Regions from separate parts of the Zea mays genome. Here region 1 is linked to region 2. The links are chromatin contacts, called in public Hi-C maps. All regions are on one chromosome and are shown on one strand. The core of a region is the stretch at or near the end of the contact, and the rest is flanking DNA. Distances in the headings are between cores, read along the strand shown.

The links. Hi-C and Micro-C count contacts between places; a contact is called where the count stands out from the background.
Region 1: a contact with region 2 is called in a Hi-C map of ear, with 2.1 times the contacts expected there. The contact joins the promoter of LOC101027138 here to the promoter of LOC100283277 in region 2. A contact is called at or near these places in 2 of 25 Hi-C or Micro-C datasets (ear and tassel).

Annotation. Positions count from the first base shown.
Region 1 is chr2:241,832,361-241,835,293 of Zm-B73-REFERENCE-NAM-5.0, reverse strand. It overlaps LOC101027138 (TPR domain containing protein), which reads left to right and starts at 1,368. Exons shown (of 6, transcript NM_001279620.2): 1 at 1,368-1,685; 2 at 2,316-2,551. The coding sequence starts at 1,465. LOC111590900 reads left to right here. Exons shown (of 2, transcript XM_023301801.2): 2 at 1-730. The coding sequence ends at 589.
Region 2 is chr2:241,659,026-241,661,898 of Zm-B73-REFERENCE-NAM-5.0, reverse strand. It overlaps LOC100283277 (homeobox protein rough sheath 1), which reads left to right and starts at 1,325. Exons shown (of 5, transcript NM_001156179.2): 1 at 1,325-1,987; 2 at 2,225-2,335; 3 at 2,471-2,618. The coding sequence starts at 1,640.

The sequences.
Region 1 (2,933 bases), core at 119-2,618, 170 kb before region 2:
CACGCCGCCAGACGTCTCTCTGCTAGCGTCGGTCATCGGAGTGCACCTGCAGTGCCAGGTCGCGTTGCAGGATGAGGGCTCCCTGCAGTACCTGACAGCCGGCCTGCTGTTTGCGCCGCACGCTGGCTCTTCACAGGACCTGCGTCCGGCTGCGGACGACGACAGCGCATCATCAGCCGTGGTGGTGAGCCACCACAGCAGCGACGACGAGCACCGTCGCGCGCACGCAGGCGTCACCTTGGCCCAGGTGGAAGAGGTCACGCTGCCCATGGCCGTCGACTACTTCCGCCGGTACGCGGACGCGCCGGTCTACCGGATGCTGTGGAAGGCGAGGCATGGCGCCGCGTACATTCAGGTCGCGAAGGCGGCGTCAGGCACGGAGACGCAGAGCGCGCGGCGGGGCGGTAGCAGGGCAAGAAGCGCGGCGATGCGACGGCGGCAGGAGGAGGAGGAGCCGTACGTGATCCCTCACTTCCTCAGCCTGTGGGCCGCGCACGCGCCCAGCCGGCTGCAAGGCTCCATCGCGAGGTGGATGCGGAAGGAGAAGGAGAACCGGCTTGCACCTTCGCAGATGCGCCTCGAGTTCTAGGTCATTTTGCAAACCTGTATGCACTCATGCTTGCATATATAATCAGTAAACTGGTCGTTATGCCTCTTCCGGTCTTCCCCTCTAAAAATTCTTCGGGTATCACAGGTTTACTGGTTAGACCATATATTCTTTTTATTTATGAACTATGCACATGCTGTTGATTAATTAACGCTAATCGTGGAACTTAGCTCGGTCAAGAACAAAATGGCAAACCCCCCCCCCCCCCCCCCCCCCCCCCCCCCCCGGGAAATGAAAGAGGAGGAGGATGGCTTGGGTCCGTCTGACCAACTGACCCGCCAGAGGCCTACAGGTCTCCTACAGGGTGAAAACGGTATTTAGACCAAGACAAATAGCCCATATAGACCCACATTTGCAGCCACAACGAGCCCAACCTGGAACCCGTTGCGGCAAGCCCTCATACAGATACAGTCATAGTGCCTGTTTGTTTCGGATTCTGGCAGCTTCTGGCCACCAAAAGCTGTTGTGTACTGCCAAACGCTCAGCTTTTCAGCCAGCTTCTATAAAATTTGTTGGGACAAAAATCATCCAAAATTAACATAAACACATAATCGGTTGAGTCGTTGTAATAGTAGGAATCCGTTACTTTCTAGATCCTGAGCCCTATGAACAACTTTATCTTCCTCCACACATAATCGTAATGATACTCAGATTCTTTCTATAGCCAGATTCTCCCCACAGCCAGATTTTCAGAAAAGCTCGTCAGAAAAAAGCTGAACCAAACAGGCCCATTACCCTCCTGAGATTTCGCGCTCCGTTCACCCAAAATTTCCCCATCTCCGACCTCCCCCTTCCTCTCCCCCTGCCGCTCCCCGCGCCGAGAAGGAGAACCCCAGCCGCCGCGCAGCGCGCCGCCCATGGCCTCCTCGTCGGAGAACGCGGCTGTGCCGCCGGAGGAGGAGCCCCAGGCCCCGCCGCCGCCGGACACAGAGCCTACCGAGGCGGCGCCCGGCGAGGCGGAGGATGAGCCGCAAACCCTAGAGCGGGCGCAGGAGCTCTTCGACAGGGGTTCCAAGGCCATCGAGGATGAGGACTTCGTCGACGCCGTAGACTGTCTCAGCCGAGCGCTCGAGATCAGGTTAGGGTTTCCTTTCCCCTTCCCATTTCCCCCCTCTACCTCGGCGACATTAGCTGTGAAGCGACTCCGCGTGTCGGCAGAGTTCGGACCAATTGGCGGTTGGTACGGTGCTTTTTCTGTCCGGATCTGCTGGGTTTCGCATCAGTGCTTGTGTGGCTCGGTGATTCGGTCCAATAGGGTTTTAAGGGGTTATGTAGCAAAATGCTTAGCAGGAGTGTTTTCGTTTCGTCTCTGTCGTGGGTGAGATGTAGAGAGTCTGTCGTTGTCAGGGTCTCAGGGTTTTGTCGGATTTGGCTGCGAGCCCCGCTGTGGTTTGTACAGCAACACTTGGCCATGGGATGTCATCATGCGCAAACTGTGTTCGCCATTGGTTGCAAGTGTACTGTGGTATACAATGCTTAAGAAAAATGTGCTGTATGCCTGTGCTTATGCAAATATCTTGGAAGCCAACCAACAATGAACTAACTTAGGGACTTGTATCAGTAACTTGGTTGATAAAACCTCTGTATCTGTCAGTTTTCATTGTGCTGCTATTTCTCGTTTTACATTGCCTATTGTGGCCTGATGTAAGTTATGTTTATAACCTTTACAGTGGCACACTAACAATTTTGTGCACTCCTTGCCCACCAGGGCTTCACATTATGGAGAGCTCGCACCGGAGTGTGCCAGCACATACTTCAAATATGGATGTGCCCTGCTATACAAAGCTCAGGAGGAGAGTGATGTTTTGGGAAATGTTCCCAAGAGCTTGCCAAATGAAGACTCAGTGAAGAGTACAGCTACTAAAGATGACAGTGGAACCTCAAAGGTCTCTGGTACCGATGCGGAGGATGCTGCGTCATCAGAAAAAGTTGATGCTGAAGAAGGTATACACTTACCACATACATCTAGCAACGTTCATTGGATCACACTTTAATTCTGTGTCCCTTTATGATCTAATACCAAACACTAAGTTTGATCCCTTTCCTTGCTTTTTCTATATCTGCTAAACATTCTGTCGGGTACCATAATTAGGGGTACCCAGATCACAACCCTGAAATCCCTAGACGCTTGAGTAAGAAGGGAACATCAGCAAAACACGCTCCCGACATTACCAAGGCAAGGGATCAAATCCAAGTCACGCCTCGCCCGAGGCCAACCCTAGTCACGACTCGCCCAAGGCCACCCCCAAGCGGGAAACATAATCGTGACTCACCCGAGGCCAGCCTCGGGCGAGATGCACATTTCCGATTCGCCTGAGGGCGCCTC
Region 2 (2,873 bases), core at 76-2,575:
AACGGAAAACCGAAACGCACGTGACGAGAATAAGAAAAAACTGAAACAAAATTTGATGATATACTAGAGCTGACGTGACAAAAAAACTGAATCGAAGAGAAATAGAAACTAAAGGTAGAAAACAGAACCATAAACAAAATTAATAATCAGTCACTATGACCTAGTGTGTTTTGGAATTAGCTAGATTTCATTTGATTATATATTGCTATACAGGAGTTATCTTAAATTATATAAGTTTGTGTATGAGTTCATCTTATGAGTCTAGAGAGAGAACTCTCTACTGTCATAATAGTTAGAGAGGGAGAGAGATACATAAAAAAATACGTTATTTTTTATATCTTTAAGACTATTGAATATATATATATATAATATTAGGTATAATCGTATAGATATGTAAATCCTCAACGAAATGTTCAACCTACTGCTCAGTCGCAGCCGACAGCCCTAGTTAGGTTAGTTAGGGGTATGTTTGGTTTGACATTTTGGGTGTGGTTTTTGCTCCTCAAAAGTGAAACTAAAGGGCTCAATTCAACCAATAGTTTTTTTTAAAAAAGCCAGTTTAATTTCATTGTAAAATTGAAAGCAACTTCAAAATCTAATTTTATCGTCATTCAGATGAAAAAAAATCTTACAAACATATCTGATAGAACTTTTAGTAGCTTCCATAAAACAATTTATAGCTTTTTACAGCTCATACACACAACAACTTTTGTTACAACTCAGAGTTTACTACAACCTTTTTTATGGTCACGGCCTAACTAAAGAGACTCTAGACGACCTTACTATAGCGTGAGACTTGCCAGGTATCCGGCAAATATACACGTAGTATTTTGGTTATAAAAATGTTCATTTTCTTATGAATTATATTTTTCGCAATGATAACTATATTTTACATAGAGAAAAGAATAACTCTACAAATTTAACCACCAATTATTCAAATAATATACAATTTTAAGATATAAAACTTGTTTCAATTTATTTTTAATTAGCAAACAACATTTACAAAGGGATCTATTTTTTTTTTTTTTTGCAAACAACATTCAAACGGCTATAGTCAGGAATCTTTAAATTTATTTTTAGTAAACCACAATATATTTTAAAAGAAATTTATCGTGAAGATAGTAGTTTTATATATTTGAAACACATTTAACTGCGGAGGTTTATTACTATCTTGTTGTATAACCCTGTCCATCCATGCATGGTCATGGAGCAGCAGCGTATCTACGTGCATACGCATACGGCTACGGCGGCATACGTCTGTCATGCAACTGCTGGCCTCGGCAGCTCGGAGGCCCTCTTCTCCGGTGAGATGTGACGCGAGAAAAAGGGGTCGCCACCAGCCAGGGCCAGGCAGCCATCCAATCTTCACACAGGGGCAGAGGGCGGTCGCGCACACCTTTCCCTTCCCCCCTCTCGTTCCCCTCTCCTTCCCATTAATATCTAGCCGCACCTTCCCTCTCTCACCTCCTCATCCTCCTCCAACTGTGAGCGTACGTTCCACGGCCGCCGCCATTAGTGTTGAGAGAGGGAGAGAAGCTACAGGGACCGGACGCCTCCTTCCTTGCTGACCGGCGAGCTTTATTTTCAGGCCCCTCGCTCGCTAGGGTTCCATCATCCCGCCCGCTGTTCCTTTTCGTCCATGGATCAGAACTTCGGGAACCTCGGGACCGGAGCCGGGAGCAGCGGCGGGTGCGGGGGCTCCAACTCCAACTCCAAGGCGGTGGCGGCGGTGTCGTCCTCGTCCTTCCTGCAGCTGCCGCTGTCGACGGCGGCGGCGGCGTCCCCCGCGTACTACGGCGCGCCGCTCGCGCTCCTGCACCACGGCACCACCGCGGGCCCGTCGTCGTCGCAGCAGCAGCAGCACCAGTCGCCGTACGCCAAGCACGGCGCCGAGATGTCGGCGGCGGAGGCCGACGCCATAAAGGCCAAGATCGTGGCGCACCCGCAGTACTCGGCGCTCCTCGCCGCCTACCTCGACTGCCAGAAAGTAGGCGACCGCCTCGAGCTCGCTTGCGCTACCAGTACCCTGGCATCGGCATCAGCCGCCGTCGGGAAAAAAAAACGCACCTAGCTTTTTTTGTTAGATTCGTGAAACGAGATTTGCTTAATTTGATGCGTAATCTATCCGCGCGCCTGTCGCGTCGCCTCGCTCCTCACGAATCACGATCACCCTCACATGGTGGCTACGAAATGACGCAAGCACGCGCGCGCTGTGACACTGCAGGTGGGCGCGCCGCCGGACCTGCTGGAGAGGCTGACGGCCATGGCGGCGAAGCTGGACGCGCGCCCGCCGGGCCGCCACGGGCCGCGCGACCCGGAGCTGGACCAGTTCATGGTCGGTAATCCACACAGCTAGCTACTTTGCCGCGCCCTTCCTTCGTTTCGTTTTGCTAACCTCGTCTCTCTCTCTCTCTCTCTCTCTCTCTGCCAATCGCATCACATCGCATGTGGTCGCCGGCGCGGCGTGCAGGAGGCGTACTGCAACATGCTCGTCAAGTACCGGGAGGAGCTGACCCGGCCGATCGACGAGGCCATGGAGTTCCTCAAGCGGGTGGAGGCGCAGCTCGACTCCATCGCCGGCGGCGGCTCCTCCTCCTCCGCGCGCCTCTCGCTCGCCGGTAAGAAGTAAGATCGACCGATGATATATCGGAGCACCAGGCAGGCCGGCCGCGGCGCTTCGTCGTCTTCTTTCTGCTTGCTCTCCGGGTCCTTCTCTCGCCGTGCTCGTACTACATGGCGGCCCCGTGTTTTTATATCGCGCGCCATGGCATGCTGTCTGGAGTGAGTCTGGAGGAGGCCTTGCCGCATTGAGGACGGTTGCTTCTGGGCAGTAGGGGTGGTTGCTCTGGATCATTGCCATTGTGAGCTAACCT